2 separate regions of the Gossypium raimondii genome follow, and region 2 is linked to region 1. The links are chromatin contacts, called in public Hi-C maps. All regions are on one chromosome and are shown on one strand. Each heading gives the region's core, a stretch centred on a gene start, on an enhancer-like site or on the middle of the called end of the contact. The rest is flanking DNA. Distances are from core to core; before and after follow the strand shown. Region 1 holds the start of LOC105788633 (amine oxidase [copper-containing] zeta, peroxisomal). Region 2 holds the start of LOC105788638 (pentatricopeptide repeat-containing protein At5g61990, mitochondrial).

The links. A called contact is a pair of places that touch in the nucleus more often than the background predicts.
Region 2: a Hi-C map of leaf shows a contact between it and region 1, with 2.7 times the contacts expected there. The contact joins the promoter of LOC105788638 here to the promoter of LOC105788633 in region 1. A contact is called at or near these places in 2 of 2 Hi-C or Micro-C datasets (both in leaf).

Annotation. Positions count from the first base shown.
Region 1 is chr2:37,863,436-37,869,102 of ASM2569854v1, reverse strand. It overlaps LOC105788633 (amine oxidase [copper-containing] zeta, peroxisomal), which reads right to left and starts at 3,207. Exons shown (of 13, transcript XM_052627462.1): 1 at 2,579-3,207; 2 at 1,887-1,996; 3 at 1,442-1,747; 4 at 1,019-1,131; 5 at 585-915; 6 at 282-497; 7 at 1-177. The coding sequence starts at 2,828.
Region 2 is chr2:38,006,564-38,012,488 of ASM2569854v1, reverse strand. LOC105788638 (pentatricopeptide repeat-containing protein At5g61990, mitochondrial) reads right to left here and starts at 1,968. Exons shown (of 1, transcript XM_012615597.2): 1 at 1-1,968. The coding sequence starts at 1,903.

The sequences.
Region 1 (5,667 bases), core at 1,958-4,457:
TGTTAGCCTTCTAGACCTTCGAACTTCTGCCAAACCTGTTCTCCAATCTTGATGCTTCCATAAAATCCCATGATCCTCTTCATGCAAACAGACACAATTTTCAATCGTTTCAACACCTCCAGTGAAATTTGTAAAGTGAGCATCGAAGTATTTGATATAGCCGAGACAATCACATCCCTGTAACAGCATTTTTGTGTAGAACAAATTTAACTTCAGTTGAAAAACAGCACTAAATAAACTAAAAATTATAATATAAAGAGTAGGCAGGATAATGGGAAAACCTTCTTGAGAGAATGTGCATTTTTACCAAGGCCATCTTCCCCAGCATCAAAAGCATTCTTTCGGTAATGTGGATCATTTGGATCCCCATATGGCACAACCATCTCCACAAAACTCAACCTATGAGCAACAGGCCTTCGACCTCGACTACCATCAACATAAGCAACTGAGTATATAACCAAACCCTCCTTTGGGGTGAAACCAATACGGAAATTCCACTATCAACAATAGGCAAGAAAGGAGAACATTCATATGAGCTTCTGAATTTAGCAAAAAGTATAATCAATTGAAAAATGCAGACCTACCTTCTGCCACTCAACGAAACACCCATTAACACGAAAGCTTGGACCTTCAGGCTGAACAATCTGCAAGGGTTTCACATCACTACGATCAACACCACCCCTTGTTTCTCCAGAAGTATAGTTCCTCAAAGGATCAGCCGGAGGTAAAGGAACAAATTTACGGTCCTCAAACTCAATCACCTTCATCTTTTGCATATCAACAAGTACATAAATCCCCTCAACTGGGCGAGCATAGCCATTTTCCATGGGGCAGTCACTTTCAGTTCTACAGAATATAAGTGGTTTAGCAAGTCTTCTGCTTGGAGAATCAGCATCACTATGATAACCAACACACCTGTTGAAAATGGATTTAAAACCCAAATGTATAAGCACCAGAACATGACACAGATAAAAAAGGCAAACATTTTATATACAATCAAGATGTGGATTTAACTAACCAGGGATCAACCATCACAAGGTCCATGTCCTCAATACCCCTCTTCTTCATTGCTTCTCGGAATGGAGGAAAGTCTTTTACAACAGCTTCACATTCAGCATATTCCATAGCATCCTGAAAGGAATTCAAAACTGAGAAATAAAATATGAATTGGTAGTTCAACTTAACCAAACCTTTGCACTTGGACTGGCGAGGGAGGGGTCAGATTATGAGCGTTTGTCCCAAACAGGTACGTTCAATTTAAGGTAAAGTTTTTAAATATTTTTGGAAGGCCAAACATCCATACACATGTAAGTAGGAAAATTCAAGGGATACAAAGAGTCTTAAACAACATAACACTTGACTGCAAAAAGTCTAGAATTCTAAAATCTAGCAAATGGGAAAAACATAAAGTACAACTGTCCATGCAATGAGATAGATTTACCATAGGAGGCTGAACATCTGGTACAATTTGAGATGATATTACTTTTCCCCTGTGATGCCCTCCTCGAGTTACTGCATGTACTTCAGATAACTCAACAATCCATATACTTGTTTCATTGGACTTCTTGTTATAGACAACCAATCTAGCTCGCCTGAGAGGGAGCTTGGTAGGTATCACTGGGCCATTTTTGGTCCTTGGAAGTAATGAGGGTTGGAAAGGTGGGAAGAAATAAGCATCTGCCAGAGCAACAACATGCTTGTCTGGCTCCAAAAGAACCACTTCAACGAAGCGCATGCTGTCTCTTACCTTGAAAAAGAAAAATAAGAATATTACTTATCTCAACATTTTAAACAACATAGAAACATCAACAAATCTTAAGCACATTGGTTTGGAAATGATATAATGGAGGACAACAAAATAAAGGCATTATATAGAAATTAGCAACCTCAGGAGTGGCACCAGCAGCTCTGACAGTAGCAACTGCAACAGAGATCTCAGCAGCAGATAAAGGGTCCAAAGGATGACTGGTTTGAGGCCTTGTAAAGATTTGGATGCCTGCACAATCAAACAAGCAATCTTATTGAACACTATAGAGAGAAAAATCCTTGTCGACATCAGAGTGCTAAATAACTAAATACCAGCATAACTCTCAAACACGTTCGATTAAACACAAAATTCTTGAAGTTATTCACTTGAAATTTTTTTAGGAAAAAGAAATCGGTCAACAAGCAGCAGAGCAAATAAAAATAAAAGGTCAAAGTGAAGCATTAAGTAATGAATTGATCGTCCTTTCTCGAAATAAATCTTACACTTTCAAGATTCTTCCAATATAACTATAAAAGATAGATAAATAAAAGAAAGAAATATACATGCATTTGGTACAAACTAAACCATAGTTAATTCCTTTTTTTTCAAAAGAATATATATATCGAAGTCTGAAACTTTAGTTCATGATATTCGTGGATGATTAATGCACGAGGAACGATGCAGAAAATAAAAAAGTCCGAAAAACATGAGATGATAGAAAAAGAAATACATAACAACATGTAAAACGGCTAGGATCTAAATTGAGGATCATCTGAAACGCCAACACATTTCTTACAACAATGAAAGAGACAGGGGGAGAGAGAGAGATGCCTTTGGTGGAAGTATCGGGAAGAGAATCAACGGGGCGAATCAAGGACGCCATGGCAGCTTTGGTGGCGCTGCTATCGTCGCGGCGATCCGTAGAACCGAGGGTCCACTCGTGCAGCAGATTGGAGGCGGTGGCGGAGGCAGATGAAGAAGCAGGAGGCGCGGCGGAAACAACGGAGTGCGATGCGCAACATGAAGAAGGGGAAGAAGATGAAGAAGAATGAAGCGTCGTCTTTTTCTTAGCTGAGGCCATTGTAAAGGGTTTGCAAGCTCGCCAAATCCACCGCAGTAAGTCTCAATACAATCTACTGACATACAGCAAAACTTTCTCAGTCGACTCTCTCTGGCTCTCCCTCTCTCTTCTATCTATTTCTCCGTTGGAAAGAAGCTTCAAGAAAATACAAGAAAATTTAAAAGAGAAAAAAATGAAGCAGAAATAACCAAGGTCAGATCAAATAGTGGTGTGTTGAGTGGCAATAAACTCTAATTCTAACGACAAAGGACCGTTTGTTCAACGGGAGAAAGAAATGTGAAGAGAAAAAGGAAACCAGAACCAGAAACAAAACAAAAGGAAAAAGGAAAAAAATAATCAATGGTAGAGTTGGATAGACGGAGAAAAAGTAAGGGAATGGAAGGGCTTTATATACTATTCTACTCCTATTCCTATATAAGAGAAAGTACAGAAACCACGTGCATCCATCTCACTCTCAACTCACACCCTCTATTGATTTATTGGACGGGAGATCATAGGTGACCTGTTTTACTCTTTTTTTGTTAACGCCAGATAATAACAAAACTAAAACTGATGGTGGTGGATATGGGCCATAAGGCGATGGCCCTACTTTTGTTTTATGTTTTTGTAGGATTTTGGGTGGGGAGCTTATAATAATGATTTATAAGAGGGATCATTTTCAGTGGATAAGGGGTGATACATACACTGATAGGAGGATCTTAATGTTAGCCCTGATAAGGCCGTACAACTTCCTCTTATTTATTTATAAGGACTTAATTTCTCTATATTCACTTTTACTTGTGGGCTACGGCCCACGCCACTGCATTCTTTACTTACTCTTATTTTACTTTTAGGATAAACTACCCTCCTTCTTCTTTTCATCACTCTAAATTTTTTTTATCACTCTGATTAAGATAATTGTTCGAACTGATCACAGTTATTTAAAGTTTTATTGATCTACTAATGGATTACTAACGTGGTATTTTTTTACTTTTAACTAAAGTTAAGTACCTCTACATAATTATTCCAAAATATATTTTTTTTGGTTTATTTACAACGTGAAGATTTTAATAGTGGCATTGTCATTTGAATCCTCTCTAAGAAGAGGGAATCCAATTACGGCGACGATGAATCATGACCATGACCCCACTATTTCTGATGAACCCATTTTCCAGTATAACACCATCGATCACCCTATCGCCATCAATGGCCATGACAATATTGTCTCTATTGTTACTTCAAGTAAAATTTATCTCTTTTTACTTCTATTTTTTTGTTTGTTTGATAATTATATATATATTTACAAGTTTATATTTGAAAAATTAGATTCAACTGTTTCATATTTTTTTTTTGGAGGATTTAACTTTAATAACTAGATGATGCTTTTTGAAGTTCTGTTTCAAAATTTATGAAATCAATATGTTATAGTGCTCTGGATAACTGTAGGAAGCGAATTTGAGTTTTGGTTGAAAGGAATTATCGCACAATTTGTTTTAGGAGATTAGTTCTTCAATCCTCTATAACATTTGTAATAGGGTTTTTTTTTTCTAAATTGTAAAAACAATATAATTATCAAACCAACCAAAAAAAAAAAGTAATCAAGAGTAGTTTTACTTGAAGTAACAGTAGAGACAACATCGTCATGATCGTCGGTGGCGGTAGGGTGGCTAAGTGGTGTTATACTGGCAAATGGACTCATCGGAAAAGGTGGGTCCATAGTTATGGTTTGCCGTCACCGTCGTTGGATTCCCTCTTTTTATAGAGGATTCAAATATTGATAATGCTACCATTAACATATTCATGTTGCAAATAAATAAATAAAAATATTTTGGACTGATTATAAAGAGGTCCTTAGTTATAGTCAAAAGTAAAAAAAATGTCACGTCAACAATCCGTTAATGGATTAACAGAATTTTAACGATAGTGACCAATTCGAGCAATTATCTTAATTAGAGTGACTAATTGACAAAAAAAATCAAAATGACCAAAATAGAAATGACACTATTTTAGAGTAACATGTGGTGCAGTTTACCCCTATTTCTATAATGGTGGTAATCAAATAATATCACTCTTAATTATTTTTATTTTTTGGAATATCCCTACAAAAAATTAATTAATTGAGCATTAAATATAGTATTATTATTTGATGCACCAGTGGTGGAGTTTTTAAACTATACAAGAGGGATTAAGATGTCACCATATGTCCAATTTAGCTTAAAGACATTTGGTAGTATTTTAACACCACTTGTGGAGTTACAAAGACATTGCTAGTGTATCAAATAATTATCCTTAGACATAATAATATAATAATTAAATTGAAGCTGTATTTTTGTATTGGATGGTATGAGAGGAAGATATTTTTATTTTTTCTTATACAATGCCTACTTCTACCCAAAACCTTTAAATCAAAGGAAAGGAAAAGAGTGCGTAAATCTAACTACAATGTAGAATCCAAAAGAACTAAGCAAAAACTGGATTAATCTAAAAAGAATCAAACAAAACCCACCTAAGGCACATTGTGGAAAGGAAACCCACACATTGCAATTGCAAACAAAAATATTTGAATCCGAACCTTTAAGATTTGAGACCTCAACTTTTGTCAACAGTGTCAATGCATCATTGACTCAATCAACTGTATTTTTATTCGTAATATTAGTGAAAAAGTTTTCAACAACATGAAATTTAAATTGAAGATATTACTGATTTGTAATTATTTTGTTTTTAATTTGTTATTGGATTATATTGAATGATCATTTTGTTCTTATGTATCAACACTGAATAATCTTGAGCTTTCCTGTAACAAAATCTTGCTTATATAAGATGAATATTATGTTAAAAGAATGAAATGGATCTATTTTAC
Region 2 (5,925 bases), core at 719-3,218, 140 kb before region 1:
CCTTTTCATCGAGTTGAGAGAACAGTTGCATTGCATCATTAATTCTACCATTTGCCGCAAGGCCGTGGATGAGCGCAGTGTAAGTCTTTACATCCGGGAGCACACCTTTTTCAGACATGCGCCTAAATGTCGACAGAGCCTCAGTTACATTTCCCACTTTGCAAAGGCTATTAATCAATATAGTATAGATAGCATTATTAGGAGCTATACCATAACTATGCATCTCTCCGAAACACCTTTCTACTGCCTCCATTTCCCCGGCCTTAGCATATCCATGGATTAAAGTCCGATAGGTAATTCCATTAGGCTTCAACCCCCTGTCAACCATTTCGACTAAGAAGCTTCTTGCTTCGTCCATCTTTTGGGCCTTACATAAGCCACTTAAAAGAGTATTGCAACAAAAGATATCAGCCATTTGTCCATTCTCCATCATTCTATTGAGAATCTTTCTTGCTTCCTCGAATCTACTTTTCTGAATATGACCTTTTATCAGATTTGTATACATAACAACGTTGGGCTTCAACCCTACCTTAATCATTGCCTCAAAAACATAATTAGCTCGACCAAGATCTCCACAGTGACATAATCCACTAATCATACCATTATAAGTGTACATCGTGGGTGTAAACTTGTGTTCCTTCATCTCTTCAAACAATTCATGGGCCTTGAGAAAATTCCCTTGTAGACAATAACTCTCAATCATAAGACTAAATGTTTGATCATCAGGTCCGATGCCAATCAAAACCATCTCATCGAACAGAGCTTTTCCTTTCTCCAAGTCACCAGCCTTAGAAGCCCCACGAATAAGCACATTATACGTGAACACATTCGGTTTAATTCCACAAGCAACCATCTCATCCTTGACTTGGAAAGCCTCGGCCATGCTCCCCCGTTTCATGAACCCATCAATCAAAGCTGTGTACGCAAAATGGTTAGGATTTAAGCCTGCACAACGCATTTCCTCCATCATCAATTTCGCTTCCTGAAATCTGTTATGCCTACAAAACCCATCAATAACCGTATTGTAAGTATATGCATCAGGGTTGAAACCCTTCCGGCTCATGGAGTTTTTCAACTTCAATGCTTCATCAACAGCACCAGCTTTACACAGTCCACCAATCATAACATTATAAGTAACCAAACCAGGACTACATCCCTTCTCCTCCATATCCATAAACACCCTTTTTGCCTTCTCAATATCCCCAACTCGACAATGAGCATTAATCACACTGGTAAAAGTATAAACATCAGGCACCAATTTAGCATCTATCATCCCATTGAAAACCTTCCAAAACAAATCCAACTTATTTACCTTAAGCAAATCACCTAAAAAGTTATTACAACAAACCAAACCAGGCAAAACCCCAACTTTTTTAGCACCCAAAAAAACATAAACAGCATCGTTCCAAGAACCCATTTTCTTATAACAACCAATCAAAATCTCGAAAACCCCGACATAATTCTCTTCATAGCCCTTCCAGCACCTAATAATTGAACCCAAAATGGCCTGAACGGGCCTCCTAGTCCTAACCATGCTGTCTAAAACAATATTGGCTTTACGAAACATCTTCGAATTACATAAAGTAACTGCTAGAAAAGAAAAAGAATCCAAATTTTGAGGGTTCGGGGATCGGTGACTTGCCCAGTTGAAGAAACTGAAGAGGCGTTCGGGATCATGAACCGAGTTTTGGAGAAGAACGGAGTGAACCATGTCTGGGTTCAGCTTGCTTGTCAATTCTGATGATGTTTCAAGAAGTCGTTTCCAGTCATTCTTACTGAGGATAGAAGCGATTTCCACGGCTTCGTCGTCATGTGAAGCTGATGTACAAAGGGAAGCCGATTTGAGACGAGAGAGCCTTGATTTCGTGAAACAATAGACCGTTTGCTTTGAAGATAAACGCATTGTTTTGAAGGATTTTCAAGGTGAAAAAATGGGGACGCGTTTAGTCTGCAAAAAACAGAATAAGAGAAGAGAATCAGCGAGTAAGGAGAACGTTTACAGCACACTTTGGTGGGCTTTCGGCTTCACTTTTCTGGGCTGTTTGGCCCATGTATTTGTACTTTAATTAAGATACCGGTTTAAACTTTTCAGTCAACGAAATCGAACACCTCAGCATTTTAATTTTAAATTTATAAATATCTAAAAATAAACTTCAAATTATATTAATTTATGTTAAAATTAAGACATTTTAAATATAAAATTTTAAATAATTTATTTTAAGGTAATTTTAATTAATTTATTGAACTTTAAAATTAATTAAACTAAATATAAAAATTAATATAAAAGTAACTAAAACCTTTAGTATATTTATCAATAAGTATTAAGTGTTGTGATAAATTATTTTGCATTCTCAATGAGAACAAAACAAATTCATACATTGAAGAGGATATTTTGGGAGTGAGCTATATACCTTGAACATGAACTATAAAACGGAATAGAGAATATTAAAAAATTTTAATTTTTTTAATTTTTAAAGCTAAGTTAATAATTAATATAAAGTAAATAAAGTTAAGTTTTTATTTTTATTATTCAATACTTTGTTTAAATCAATAATATTTGGCAGCACAATTTTTTAAAAAATTGTTTAGTGTTATAATTGACAGAACTAAAATAATCTATAAAAATCAAGAGTATTATTTTTGTTAGGTTCGAAAATATCAAGAGAGAGATGAATTAGTATTTTAAATTTTTATCGCCTATAAATGAGTTATCGTTTAGAGTAATAAAATATAACACAAAAAATATATAAGAATTAGAACGGCGGTGTCCGCAAGTGCATGGATTGAATTGTAATATAGTTAGTAAAATGAAATACTTGAAAGTATTCTGAGGATCGTACCCAAGGGGAGATAGAGTAAATTATGGAAATATTTTTACAATAATAAGTCCAAGTAGTAGTAATTAATTCTTATATTATAATAAATCATAAAATAGATTAAAAAGATAATTTAATTAACTAAAATAAATAAATAAACGACTTAATCAATAAACCAATAAGGAAGATTAGCTCGCTTCAGGGTTTATAACTAACTTCGGATTAGGGTTTTAAGGTAGATTAGCTATCGATTAACCAATTATTACTTCCTGGCCTTTAATTAACTAATCGATTGATCGATACTTGCTTATATCCAGACATTACTTTCTCAACCAGGATAAATTTGTTAAAGAACGAAATCAAAAATCCGAGAAAGATAAGAGAATAATGGAAAATAGAGGAGAGAACAATGCATATGAGAAAGGGGTGTTGACAGTTTTCAATTTTCATATCCAATACTATCAATTACATGCTAATATATAGGAAAAACAATCGAATTGTCTAACAGTCAAAATAATAGAAAAACAAACAAAACAAATTGTACAATTGTTTCTATGAAACGCTTTATTTTATTTAACCTGATACGCATTGTTTTTATAACCTGCTCTCGGCCCAACTAATCCACCCCATTTATTTCATAATTTAACCCATAACAACTACTCCCTCCTTGAAGAAGATCCTTGTCTTCTAGGATCTATATGAAGGTAAGCATCCTTCAATTGCACCAAGGATTCCCATGTGGCATCCTCTAGAAATGAATTCACCCATTCAACCAAAACTTCAGTTGTGGCCACATTCCCATGCTTTACCATCCTTCTATCTAAAATTCTAATAGGCTTTTTGGCCCAAGATCCCTGGTTGTCCATTACTGGCAGAGAGACTTATACATGAGCAGCTCTAACATGTTTCTTAAGTTGTGAAACATGAAAAGTAGGGTGAACTATAGATCCATGGGGTAGCTGCATCTTGTATGCTACCTTCCCGATCTTACCTTCCACCATGTATGACCCAAAATACTTGGGAGCTAATTTTTGGTTAAGCAACCTTCCATAGAATACTGTCAGTAAGGTTGAAGCTTCAAATAAACCCAGTCCCCTACTTTAAAATGTCTGTCTGTTCTGTGTCTATCAGCTTGTTGCCTCATTCTATCTTTTGCTCTTTTCAGATGGAATTTTAGCAGTTGTCTTGTAGCTTTACAGTGATGCAAACATTTGTCTATAGCAACCACCAGTCATGCCCCGGCTAATTATGGTGTATGATGAGGAGGTGTCTGGCCATATGGTGCCTCATAAATTATGCTTTGAATAGCTAAGTGGAATGTGGAATTATACTGCCACTCAGCTAATTGAAGCCAACTTACATAGTCCTGTGGTCTCTCCCTTGACATGCATCTCAGATAGCCTTCAAGACACCTATCCAATACTTTTGTTTACCTATCAGTCTCAAGATGGTAAGCAATGGATAGGTAAAGCTTAGTTCCCACTCGTCTGAACAAATCCTGCTAGAAATTACTTACAAATATCTTATCCCTGTTAGATATAATGAAGTCGGGCATCCCATGTAGCTTGTACACATTTTCCATGAACAATTGAGCTACAGTCATAGTAGTATAGGGATGGGATAGGGACATAAAGTGGACATATTTTGTGAGACGATCTACTTTGATCGGAACAACACTCTAATCTGTCGTAATTTAGTGTAGTAGATTAATCTAATTTTTGCTCTTTAGGAGCTTGAAAGCAAGCATTTTCATAAGGTTTTAATTATGTTTTTGCAAGATTTCTTAAAGTTAATAAAATGTACAAATTGAGTCTTTCATTGACCTTAGGGGCCGGATGAGGCCTAAGGGGGAGCTAATGAATTGTGTAAGTGTACAGAAGACCATTAAAAGGTGTAATAAATAGATGTTGGTCACTATGTCGCAACAAGAAATGACATGACATACCCTTGAAGAAATCACGAAGTTGCTTTCGTTGTCGCGACATAGACTACAGGTGTCACGACATGCCCTTGAAAATATCCCACGATGAGTATACTAAATCTTATGTCGCGACATCGATTTTGGACGTAAACTAACACAAGCCAGGGGGCCTTTTGGTTTGCACAATCGAACTTAAAGCTCAGGAACGTCAACTAACCTAGGGTTAAGGACGACGACCACCTGAAATCTATAAATAGGCTCATTTGTCATATGTTATGGACATAGATTACTTAGTTTAGAATTTTGCTTTTAATTTCGATTTAGCTTTTCTTTCTTTTTAGGTTTTAGATTTATTTTCAAGTTATTCTTTTTTACCTCGAGAGATATGATTTGTGGAAGATGATCAAACTTGTAGATTCATATTCATCTTTAATGCAAATCAGGCATTTCCTTAAACTCTATACTTTCGATTCGTTTGTCATGTCTATTCTCTATATCGAATTTATACTGTTCATGAAAACCATGAGGAACAAATCCATTTATGGGGGATTAGCAAGTTGAGGTATGATCTATTGACTGTCTTGTAGGGTTACTCAACGAATCAACTATTTGGGAAAGGAAGAACCTAAAACCCTGGGCCTGACAACCTTAAGAAGTCATCAAGGTGGAAATTAACCCAAAATTAGTATGAATTATCCTTGAACACCTTCACCTCAAACTAGTCTGGACTGTGAGGTCAGAAGATAAGTAGTCCTTATTGACTCGTTATTTGAGTGGAAAATTGGAAGATTCTACTTGGATAACAACTAGTTGATTAACAAGGAACCCGAAGCGACAGCTGATGGGAATTGCCAAAGAAAACTAATCATCCATAACTAGATTTGATTTATTCTATTCTTTGATCTCTTGAAATTTTATTTCTTTATGTTATTTTGTTTTATTATTATAAAAATATTAAAAACTCCTTTAATTTTGCCTTTGTACTATAACTAAATTAATGTACTAATTAGATCTTTCGGTGTTTAGGTTAAAATTGATCTAGCACTCGCCTCCCTTGGGTATGATCCTTGGAGTACTCACCTACTCTGTTGTAACTATATTACAACTGGGCCCGTATGCTTGTAGATACCGTTTCATATATCCATATCGTTTACTGCAGTATTTACACTCTGGACATTAGTATATTCA